Regions from separate parts of the Sus scrofa genome. Here all the other regions are linked to region 1. Evidence: chromatin contacts called from public HiChIP or PLAC-seq data. All regions are on one chromosome and are shown on one strand. The core of a region is the stretch at or near the end of the contact, and the rest is flanking DNA. Distances in the headings are between cores, read along the strand shown. Region 1 overlaps CYP39A1 (cytochrome P450, family 39, subfamily A, polypeptide 1). Region 2 overlaps RCAN2 (calcipressin-2). Region 3 overlaps RCAN2 (calcipressin-2).

Evidence for each region. HiChIP or PLAC-seq counts read pairs in DNA pulled down with a chosen protein or histone mark.
Region 2: an H3K27ac HiChIP or PLAC-seq map of skeletal muscle shows a contact between it and region 1, with 6 times the contacts expected there. The contact joins two enhancer-like sites. A contact is called at or near these places in 2 of 47 Hi-C or Micro-C datasets (embryonic fibroblasts and subcutaneous adipose tissue) and 1 of 2 datasets of contacts at active chromatin or transcription factors (skeletal muscle).
Region 3: an H3K27ac HiChIP or PLAC-seq map of skeletal muscle shows a contact between it and region 1, with 9 times the contacts expected there. The contact joins two enhancer-like sites. A contact is called at or near these places in 1 of 47 Hi-C or Micro-C datasets (embryonic fibroblasts) and 1 of 2 datasets of contacts at active chromatin or transcription factors (skeletal muscle).

The regions. Positions count from the first base shown.
Region 1 is chr7:41,394,002-41,397,917 of Sscrofa11.1, forward strand. All of the region lies in intron 6 of CYP39A1 (cytochrome P450, family 39, subfamily A, polypeptide 1), which reads right to left. Among named protein-coding and RNA genes, the nearest start is that of CYP39A1, 30 kb to the right of the region's middle. Within about 2 kb of position 2,655, at least 6 of the 83 cell types and tissues checked have an H3K27ac peak or open chromatin away from gene starts, as enhancers often do. A contact at or near this core is called in skeletal muscle, where this site is marked.
Region 2 is chr7:41,209,626-41,213,516 of Sscrofa11.1, forward strand. All of the region lies in intron 2 of RCAN2 (calcipressin-2), which reads right to left. Among named protein-coding and RNA genes, the nearest start is that of RCAN2, 71 kb to the right of the region's middle. Within about 2 kb of position 1,931, at least 9 of the 83 cell types and tissues checked have an H3K27ac peak or open chromatin away from gene starts, as enhancers often do. A contact at or near this core is called in skeletal muscle, where this site is marked.
Region 3 is chr7:41,149,437-41,152,907 of Sscrofa11.1, forward strand. All of the region lies in intron 2 of RCAN2 (calcipressin-2), which reads right to left. Among named protein-coding and RNA genes, the nearest start is that of RCAN2, 130 kb to the right of the region's middle. Within about 2 kb of position 1,400, at least 4 of the 83 cell types and tissues checked have an H3K27ac peak or open chromatin away from gene starts, as enhancers often do. A contact at or near this core is called in skeletal muscle, where this site is marked.

The DNA of each region.
Region 1 (3,916 bases), core at 1,405-3,904:
CTCTTGGCATGTGTTAATTCCCAGGCTGGGGTCCAATAGGAGCTACAGCTGCCAGCCTACACCACAGCCACAACAACGCAGGATCTTTAACCCACTGATCGAGGCCAGGGATTGAACACAAGTCCTCACGGATACTAGTTGGATTTGTTACCACTGAGCCACCATGGGAATGCCAGAAAATACATCTTGATCACAGTGCAGAGGTTCTCAGTTACACAAAGAGGGGTTCAGGGTTTTATGTGCTTAATTAGAGCTTTAGAAAGTCACTAAAACTGAATAATACTTTTAAGGCAAACTCAAGGAATTCAGCTAAACCATAAATGCCTGTACAATGGTGTTAATTACTAATTTTGACGTCTCTTTTCTTGATAGATTTTTCTTTTAAAAATCTACACTATTTTCTACTTAAAAAATCATTTTAGGAGTTCCCTTGTGGCACAGTAGGTTAAAGATACAGCATCATCTCTGCTGTGGCTCGGGTTGCTGGGTTTAATCCCTGGCTCAGGAAATTTTGAATACTGCAGGTGCAGCAAAAAAAAAAAAAAAAAAAAAAAAAAAGTTTTAATTTATATAGCACTGGGAACTATATCTAGTCACTTATGATGGAGCATGATAATATGAGAAAAAAGAATGTATGTGTATGTGAAACTGGGTCACCATGCTGTACAGTAAAAAATTGACAGAACACTGTAAACCAGCTATAATGGAAAAAATTAAAATTATTAAGTACAAAAAATAAAATAAAAAATGAAAAAATAAAAATAAAATTTTCTCTGAGCACCACATTTGGGAAAAGAATGAACTGCCCCCCAAAGTAGCAATTGGCAAGGGGTCAGGTCCATGGTGAGAGCTGGGAAAAAAGGAGAAGAACCACCTGGCTCCTTGACCTTCAGAGGCAGCCGCCACAGTGTCTCTCCACTGTGTCTTGGAGAGGTGAGAACGGAGGAGAGAAGGGCGGACAGCTCTGCCTGCTGTGTCAGAAAAGAGGACCTGAGTGTGTGCTTCGGTTTCCTTTATTCCTCTGTTCAGAACAAGATTTCACAGAGACGGATGGGGTCTCTGTAACAGGCCAGCCACGGGAAACACAAACTTGTGTAGGACATACCTTCTGTCCAAAGAACGTTCAGATCTGCTGGGGATGTGAGATACACACAGGAGGAAAAGGAGCTACATGTATAGGCAACAGATGGTACAGACAATAAATGCTGTGGGAATAGAGGGTGGGATGGTCATTAGGGAAAGTGCTTAGTAAGAGCATCAGAGAAACAGATTAACAAGGTAAAGTGCTGGAGTTCCCGTCGTGGCTCAGGGGTTAACGAATCTGACTAGGTACCATGAGATTGCGGGTTCAATCCCTGGCCTTGCTCAGTGGGTTAAGGATCCGGCGTCGCCGTGAGCTGTGGTGTGAACTGTGGTGTAGGTTGCAGACGCGGCTCGGGTCCTGCCTTGCTGTGGCTCTGGTACAGGCCAGCGGCTACAGCTCTGATTCGACCCCTAGCCTGGGAACCTCCATAAGCCGCGGGAGCGGCCCAAGAAAATGGCAAAAAGACAAAAAAAAAAAAAAAAAAAAAAAAGTAAAGTGTTTTGTAGATGGGCTCATTTGTGCCATGTTTTAGATTCCATGTTTAAGTGATATCACATGGTATTTGTCTTTCTCTTTCTGACTGACTTCCCTTAGTAAGAGAACAGACTTGTGGTAGCCAAGGGAAAGGGGGTAAGAAGTGAGATAGACGGGGAGTTTGGGGTTAGTAGATACAAACTGTTACATTTAGAATGAATAAGCAGTGGGTTCCTACTGTACAGCACAGGGAACTATATTCAGTCTCTTGGGATAGAACATGATGGAAGATACTATGAGAAAAGAATGTATATATACATATATATGGCTGGGTCACTTTGCTCTATAGTAGAAACTGGCACAACACCATAAATCGACTATACTTTAATTAAAAAATAATTTTAAAAGGTAAAACATCAGCTTGGAGATCCATTTTGGAAAAAATCTTCTTAAAGGCAGTCAGGAATTTCTTGGAACTTGGAGATGATTTTCTCATAGCAATAATTTCATAAATTGTGGTTGATATCTTGGGCCAGTCCACCAAAGTTCACCTAGATTTTGGTCACATAATAGAGCCTCCTGGCGCCCTGTGCCAAGCCCATCTGAAGCCTGACCTGTGAGTCCCCTGGGCCCTGAGTCAGCACAGAGTGAAAAAGAAGATGATCTGGGTACCAGGAAAGGACAGGCCCGCCACCTACATCTCTGGCAGGGCTTTTGATGGCCTTCCTGGCCTTGACGGGAGATCATAAAAGCCAGGACAGCAGGGGCCACTCCTACCCTTGGGCATTGGAGAGGTCAAGTTTTGGAAGCCAAGGTGGTTCATTATGAGTGGACCATTGAAGTAATGACTGATTGAAGCCTTGGTGTTACTTTGCATAAGGAAAGAAAGCTAACATTTATTGAGCACCTATGTTGTGTCACGGACTGTTAGCCACTTTCCACTTCTTCAAAATACAATGCTCACAACATCCTATGAGGTAAGTAGCATTAATCCTGTTCTATTGATAAGGACACTGAGGCTCACAGTTAAACAATCAGCCCATTGTCACCCAGTGCCGGGATCTGGCTTTGGACCTGACTCTAAAGCCATTCCGGGGTCTCTGCCCAAACACCAGCTGCCTCTTGGAAGGGAAAACAAGAGCCTGCAGGATGGAACTTTTGCTCATCATCAGACAATTCCTTTCTGAAATTAATGACTGAAATTCTTTCAGACCAGAGCCAGGAACAAATTCCAGAGACCTGACTTCCTCTGGGCCAGATCAATGGGGCTTTGTGTCCCTTTCTTCCAGGGGATCTTTCTAAAGATATCTTGAAAATTAATCCTGTGACAGAAGTGGCTGTTCTGTTGTTGCTTTGGGAGGGTTTTTGTCTGTTTGTTTGTCTGATATTTGTTTTTTTAAATTTTTCTAAAGCTTAATCAGTTTCCAAGAAAAGTGTATAAGGAAAAATCAGAGAATAATATTAGAGGTACATAAAGAAGGGGAAAATATTAGACTATGTTTACTTCCCCAGGCCAAAGGAAATACGTATTTTAGTGGCTGACATAATATTTGAGCAGAGAGGCCAGAATTTCTATTTCTGCTCTACTCAATTAGTTTATAATGGGGTAAAGGAAACTGGAACATAATACTTAGAAAGTCTTCCACAACATTCATAAAGAAGAAGGAAACATAAATAAGACGTAACATATTTTACTTCGATTTTTTTAGGAGAAAAAAGAAAAATGAGCACATTTATCATTAGAGACGGGTTGAATGTTCTTGTGTAATAGAAAACAAATACATAAAAAAGGTTACCCTTTGATTTCTCAAATAATCTAAGTACAGCTTAAGCTAATATGAAATCCCTCTGACACAGAAACTGGTGTGCACTGAACATAAAGTGCCAAACAGATTGCAGGACTTTAGTTAATAACAGCTATGAAAAGAAACAATTCAAAAAACTCTGCTCCCCTTAGCAGTATTTTGGGTTCTAGCCTCACCACCTCTATTCATAGGGCAGTTTATAGAACCACGACACCAAATAATGCAAACAGGAATGATGCCCAGAAGGAGAGAAGGTACAGGGGAAAACAAAGAACTCATGGTCACTGAGTAGCAGTTGGGTTTATCTTGTTGAGTCCTCACAACAATCTTAAACTGACAGAACACTGTAAATCAACTCTACTTTAATAAACAAATTTTTAAAAACCTTATAGAGAAATGAAGGTTACTGTGTGTTTGTTTGTTTATCTTTTCAGGGCTGCACCCACAGCATATGGATGTTCCCAGGCTAGGGGTTGAATCAGAGCTATAGCTGCCGGCCTATGCCAGAGCCACAGCAATGTGGGATTCGAGTCGTGCCTGTGGCCTACACCAC
Region 2 (3,891 bases), core at 681-3,180, 190 kb before region 1:
TGGAGTTATGGCTGTTAAAGGCACTGTGTGCAGGAGAGACAGCAAATGGGCTTTCCTCTGGGCTGGTCCTTGTGAATAAACTGCTATTTGTTCAGACGTCAAAAGGCGGTCATCTGGTCTACCCCAGAAGTTCTGAAGGTAGCAAGAATGGCCAACAGGGCGGACCAAGTACACTGTGCTTCAGTGAGTGATGCAACAACCACAGGCAAGGAAAGCAAAGTTTAAATGATGCAAGACTGATGAGCAGCAATTATTATCAGCAGGCAACAGTACAGTTCCTGTCATCAAGGCATCCTAGAGGATGCCACTTATATACTCACGGCAACCTCTGAAGTACATGCTATTACTTGATGTCATTTTGTAGGTGAAGACACTGCCATTTGGAAAGATGCAAGAAACTGCCCATGGTCACACAAGTAGAAGCAGGGGATTTGGGTCTGGGATCTGACTGACAGACGCCAGAGGCTGCTCTCTTCATCACAATGCTATATGCCATTTCCCCAGTTCAAGACAGGATGTCCCACATGGGGAGCAGGTTTGAGCTCTGCGACATTAAATGCAGAACCGGAGCTCCTCCTTTGGTACAGCGGGTTAAGGATCTAGCATCATGGCAGCTGTGACAAAGGGTGCAGCTGGACTCAGATTCGATCCCCAGCCTGGGAACTTCCATATATGGCCAAAACAAGAAAAAAAAATTGGAGTACCCACTGTGGCTCAGCAGGTTAAGAACCTGACTAGTATCCATGAGGATGTGGAGTCGATCCCTGGCCTCTCTCAGTGGGTTAAGGATCTGGAATTGCCACGAGCTTCAGTGTAGGTCACAGAGGCAGCTTGGATCGGGTGTTGCTGTGGCTGTGGTGTGGTCCTCAGCTGAGGCTTGGATTCGACCCCTAGCCTGGGAGCTTCCATATGCCGGAGGTGTGGCCCTGAAAAGAAAAGAAAAAATAAAATAAAATATAATATAATATAATATAATAAAATCAAAGCAGACCCAAGCCTGTCAGAGTACCTATAGTTTCCTGGCTTGTGCTCGGAAGCCAGCCCACCACATGCACTGGTCCTTTTCAGCTGCCCTTAGACAGAGGTCATGTGACTGCCCTTCTGTCACATCCAGACACAAAAGGTACACTCTAATATTAAACAACCACCTCATTTTATTCCAAGCAGCTGCCTCCCTGGATGCTACAGTTAGAACAGCATTTGGCTCAGCTCATGAGCCGTTAGTGCTCTTACAGGCTTCCAAACGCCACAAAAAATAAATTGATCATATTTGGGCATATGCTCTGAACAGGCAATGGGAAAACCAGCCTCTGAATTGACCCACGAAGTTCCACTTCTGGGCTGGCTCCATCCGTTTTACTGCCCTGTCGTCAAGTTCCAATATGGTTTACGATTTATAGGCTCATTTAGTTTAAGAACCTATAACAACATTTATTTTGGCTTCTTTCAGTTGATCCTGCCTAGATGCCAACAGCAGCAGCCCCAAGCCCACCCCCTCCCGGGAGGTATCTCAAGCCACTTAATCCATAAAACACCAGGCATAGACACAGGTTTTGAAATGTTGAAAAACGGGTGAAGTCACTGATAAAGCTATTTGCAGACCAAACAGGCACTGACTAAAGATGACCAGGAGCCCTTTAGGAAGGAAAAGGTTTTTTTCCTTTGTTGTTCATGCCACCACTGTTTACAACAATAAGGATGTCTAACACAGGTTTGAACAAATTCAAGTGACAGCGCTGGATACCGTTTTCAAGTTGACCACAGAAAACCCACAAGGGCAAGAATGTTTGGGAGGTAAAATGCGAGCTCTGGAAAGGAAGAAAACATTCCATTCCCACTGTGGAGCGGCGACAGGATCTTTACTGAGGTGACTTTCTGTAGCGTCCAGACTACAAGGGCTATTCTTAGAACTACCAAAAAAAGCCGAGAGCTGCCTAAAAATAATGATGACTCAACACCTAGAGGCTTCGGTGATGTCATGTTGTCAAAGAACACCCTCTCTCCTCACAGGTTGCAGTTTTTAAAATAAGCAAAAGCTCACAGCTCCTCTTTGGAGGACGGCGAACCCTGTGCATGTGGGCGGAGCAAATGAAGACAGGTAGGTCACAGTGGAAATGTTCCACCGTGTGCCACCTGTCCCCGTGGCTGGGTCTGCTTGCCGCAAAGGAAAGCTCCGGCCAGGGTCAAAGTCTCCCCCTCTGCCACCCTCGCCCCTCAGTGGTCCTGTCCAAACAGGCCCCGTGAGACAGGACAGCCGTGCCAATTACACGAGAGGCGGGCCTGAAGCATCCTGTCCTCAAGTCCCCAAGCCAGCACTCCATGGCAACAGATGGGTCCAGGTAGAGATTCCTATCTAGGCTCGGGGTAGGGCTCGAAACCGAACACAGAAGTACATCCCAGAGATTCCAGAACCTTCGTTTTCCCCTCTGACGGGACCCATTCCCTCCGCCCCTACCGGCTGCTGCATCCACCCCAGTCTCTCGCTACTCCAACTTGTCCTCTAGTCATCAGACTCAGTCACCATTAAGCTCATGAGGTCATGGAGTTTCCATTGTGGCTCAGTGGTTAACGAATCCGACCAGGAACCATGAGGTTGTGGGTTCGATCCCTGGCCTTGCTCAGTGGGTTAAGGATCCGATGTTGCTGTGAGCTGTGGTGTAGGCCAGCGGCTACAGCTCCGATTCAACCCCTAGCCTGGGAACCTCCATATGCCATGGGAAGCAGCCCTAGAAAAGGCAAAAAAAAAAAAAAGCTCATGAGGTCGTGCATCTCGTTCAATCTGTGTATTCCCAGGGCCAAGAGTGGTACTTGGAGTGGAGCAGATAGCTGTTCAATAATGGTGAAATAATCAATGGACGGACTGAGCAGATTGATTCAAACAGTCTTCTTTCCCCTTGCAAGTATGTTCAAGAGTCACTGCCCTTCCCTGGGTATGTAGACTAGCTCTCTGAGGCTATCTTAGGATAGATCTTAAGGCTATCTCAGGATATAGTATCTCCTGAGGGTATGTTTATTAAAAAGGGAATTCTTGGGAGTTCCCATGTGCTCAGGGGGGTAAGAACCTGACTAGTATCCATGAGGATGCGGGTTCAATCCCTGGCTCCTCTCAGTGGGTTAAGGATCCGGCGTTGCCACAAGCTGTGGCATAGGTCTCAGATGTAGCTTGGATCTGCTGTTGCCATGGCTGTGGTGGAGGCCGGTAGCTACAGCTCTAATTTGACCCCTAGCCTGGAAACGTCCATATGCCACAGGTGCAGCCCTAAAAAGAAAATTAATTAACTAATGAAAGCTACAATTATAAAAAAAAAATAAAAAGAGAATTCTTGGTCAGCACATGGCCATTGGGTTTGTTGTCAGGCTTTCTTTGTGCAGCAAGGAACTGAACAAGGGACAGGGATTTGAGAGTTGAGGCTGGCTACGTTACACATAGGCCTAAAGAATCAACTCTGCTTCTTATTTAGTACATTAGGTAGGTCTCACAGGGGCAGCTGAATGCTTCTTCTTCTTCTTCTTTTTTTTTTTTTTTTTTTTTTTCAAAAAAGTGACCTTGTGGCAGCAATGCCTTCCTGGTGCATTTCTGGAATTCCCCAGCATCAGTTCCCAAGCTCCGCAAGAAAATCATTCCTATGATTCTGAAGCTATTTCTCATTCCAGTGTCTTGTGCATGTTCTTATTAAACAAAAATGGTTTGACTCGGGTTGGTTCACCTCCTGAATCACCGCGCATGGCTCTGAATGGCTTGCTCCCACAACCTCAAATCTACCCTAAACACAAAGGCTTTGCACTACTGGAAACACTGCAAAGAATGCGCTATCAATGATGCCAAAAAAGGAGCCCTTTGAAAGGGACCCTACTTGCTCAGACACGTGGACTCAGAGATGCTTGTTGAGA
Region 3 (3,471 bases), core at 150-2,649, 250 kb before region 1:
TTGCAAAAGAAAGATGTGATTTTCCTATGGTTATTATCTCAGAATAGCCTGGGAAATGCAAGGGCAGTTCCATGAGAAGAAACAGTTCCCAGATATTGCCTTCTGGAGCTCTAACTAGAAAGACAGAGCTTAGACTATACCTAAGGCATGTGCACGCTGAGGTCTATGGAATGACTGACCAACGGGGACCTGCTGTATAGCACAGGGAACTCTACCCATATTCTATGATAAGCTGTGTGGGAAAAGAATTTGAAAGAGAATGGATGTGTGGGAGTTCCCGTCATGGCTCAGCAGTAATGAACCCGACCAGTATCCATGAGGCTGAGGGTTCAATTTCTGGCCTTGCTCAATTGGTTAAGGATCTGGTGTTGCCCTGAGCTGTGGTGTAGGTCGCAGACATGGCTCAGATCCTGCACTGCTGTGGCTGTGGTGTAGGCTGCCAGCTGCAGCTCCAGTTCAACCCCTAGCCTGGGAAATTCCATATGCTGCAGGTGTGGTCCTAAAAAGACAAAAAAAAAAAAAAAAAAGAATGGATGTGTGTGTATATATAACTGAATCACGTTGCCTTACAGCAGAAATCATCACAGCATTGTAAATCAACCATATTTCAATAAAACTTTAAAAAAATGGTGCAGTGGGTTAAGTTTCCAACTGCAGAGGATCGGGTCACTGCAGAGGTACAGGTTCGATCCCAGGCCCAGCTCAGTGGGTTAAAGGATCCAGTGTGGCCACAGCTATGGCTTGGATTTGATCCCTAGCCAGAGTGGAATTTCCATATGCTGCAGGTGTGGCCATAAAAATAAAAAAATAAAACTTTAAAAATGGAAGAAAAAAGAATATACCCAAGGCAGAGTGGGGACCCATACCATCCAGCCTATTTTCCCTAATGCTTTTCCTTCCAGGTTGCAAACCCACGTTTCATAGGCTGGAGACCCCAGACTCTGTGTCCAGCCAGAGCTGGCAGCTAAATGAGAAGGCAAAACAGCATTCTCTCCTGAAGAATGGAGGGGCTGAAATACACTTCCCCCCACACCCCCATCACTGAATGCTCAGGGGGACACGCCACACAGTCACTAGTCTGCTCAAATGGAAGACCAGTGACTCCTCAAGCACTGGTTCAAAGACTTAATTAAGACCCTAGAGATCTCCTCAGGAGAACCGCTCAGAAATGACTTTAGCTTGGAAAACGTTCAGAGGCGAGCAGTGTCCCATCCTGGCAGTCAGGAAACTCCCATAATGCTCTCTTACGTGACTAAATCAGAGGAGCAGAATTCCCAGCGGAACCGGCAGGGTGAGTCAGCTGTGAAGTGTAGCCCCAAGTCAAAGAACAAGGGGCTGAGGGTACAGAGTTATTTGTTATTAACCAACTGAGGACCAACAGAGCCAAGGGCGCAGCTGTCTTTTTCTGGCAGAAATTACCTAATGGGGCAGAGTGCTCCTGAGGTCATTCCCAGTTTGTTCCATCCATACTATTCGGTCGGCTTAAATAAGGATCTTCCTTCTTGCTTTTTATAAAGCATTCACATTCACTTTTTCCTAAAATCCTATCAGTCCATTAATGTATGCGTTGTAAAGATGAGGCTATATCCTGACCAGCTTGGTGGGTGGAGGGGGGGTCAGGGAGGGAAAAATAGTAGAGGATACTTGTTCAGAGCATGAAATCTGGAGTCAGAAAGCTTTGGGTTCAACGCCCCCCATGTGACCACTTATTAATTATATGACTGTGGGTTACTCTACCTGCTCTATGTCTCAGTTTCCTCAGCTATTACAATAGAGATGTTAAGAGTGACCTCATAAACGTCCAGGATTAAAACAAGCCCCATATGGGTAATGCATGAGAATTCAGAAACCATCAGCTGCCGCTCTGATTGTTTGCCTTCTTACAGCATCTGTCACGTCACAGCAAGTCACAGCACCTGCACAGAGTAGACACTGACTAAACATGTGCTGATCGCTGAGTTAATTTCTCACAATGAAGCTGGTGGCCATTCATGGGCTGATACCCACAGTGCCAGTTTAGAAAGGCTGCAGTGTGCCTCCCAGATGCCGTGGGCTCCATGATTTGTTTATGAACCATCAAAACTGGTGATTTATATAAACGACGTCTTTGGAGGGAGTCAACACAAGAGAGGAAATGGAATGGGATAAAGGACTACTTAACAAACATCACTCAGCTTGGGCAGCTGGAACTACCAGCTGATGAATACCTGGCCCAAGGCCTAAGCCACTCAAAACAACAACAGCAGGTGCTATTATTACCAGATGTTATTGCTCCTGGAGCTTGAAAACTGGTCTTCTGGGAGTGATCCCATCCAGACAGACATGCAGGCTTTACAGGCGAATCCGTAACCGGAGATCTATGGAAATCCCCTATGTCTTGGGACGTAGGGACGTCATGATGATCCAATGAGTCCTGCCATCTTTATTCATAAAGTGGGAGACATTTAAAAGAGCCGCCATGTTCGGTTGTGCCGGCTGTACACTGCACAAGCCTCAGGGCACCCGTCACTCACTCGGTCCAGGATACCCCTGGGGTCTGGAGGGTACAAGTCAAGCTGCAGCAGCCCTGCTAAAGAGGGCTCAACACGGGCCTCTGAAACCTTGTCCCCCACTAAAGATACTGAACCCAGAACAGAAGTTTCTTAAGAACAAAATTGGTATATATCGCAGGGGGGCGGATTTAGCACACTGATTGGCTTATAGTGTTAACTGAGTGGAGTGGCATTCTTTTTGGAAGACTAGAGACATAATATTTGGAGTCTATCTAGAAGGTTCTGCAACTAAAGTGCTCACGGAATCAAACTGGTCAGAAGAGTGGCCTGCCATACAAAAGAGGCCGCCCAGAGTACAATGGCCAAACAGAGACTAAGTAAGCTTTATACGTTTAATACATTTAATCAATCCAAGTAGTTCTGGCCCTGGTAAAGGAGAGGACATGGGTCTAGAAAATAGAAGGCAAGTGAATGAGAATTCTGGACCTGAAAGAAAAATGCGTTGAAAAGGGCAGAGGGAGTTGGCTGATCTTACAGTACATGGACCCTGCCAGGCCAGAAACAGGTAACCCGGAGGCTCTTTGCCACCAGAAGGGCAGGATGACTGCCTTCAGGCAGGGCTCTCTCTGGACCCAAGATACCAATCTCTGAAACTGATGAACTCTTCTGGTTCTGGAGAGCACTGTTGGGAAAGGGGGGGCTTCTGGGGAGAGAGGGAGAGAGGGGCACAGCTAGGGGACTGCACCTAATCAGCTCGGTGGCAGCAATCGTCAATGATTTTGGGAATGGGATACAAAATGGGAAGCTCCAGATAAATGAATTGTGAGGGTTCAAACACATTTTTGTTCTGTAACTCATTTTCAGCTTGAGCAATTTCATGCGAATCCAGTTACGTGAGAGAGTTTCCTGATGAATATGCTTTTTTATGATTTTATTACAGCTCTAAGAAGTATTTGCATTTAAGTGAAATGATGTTTGG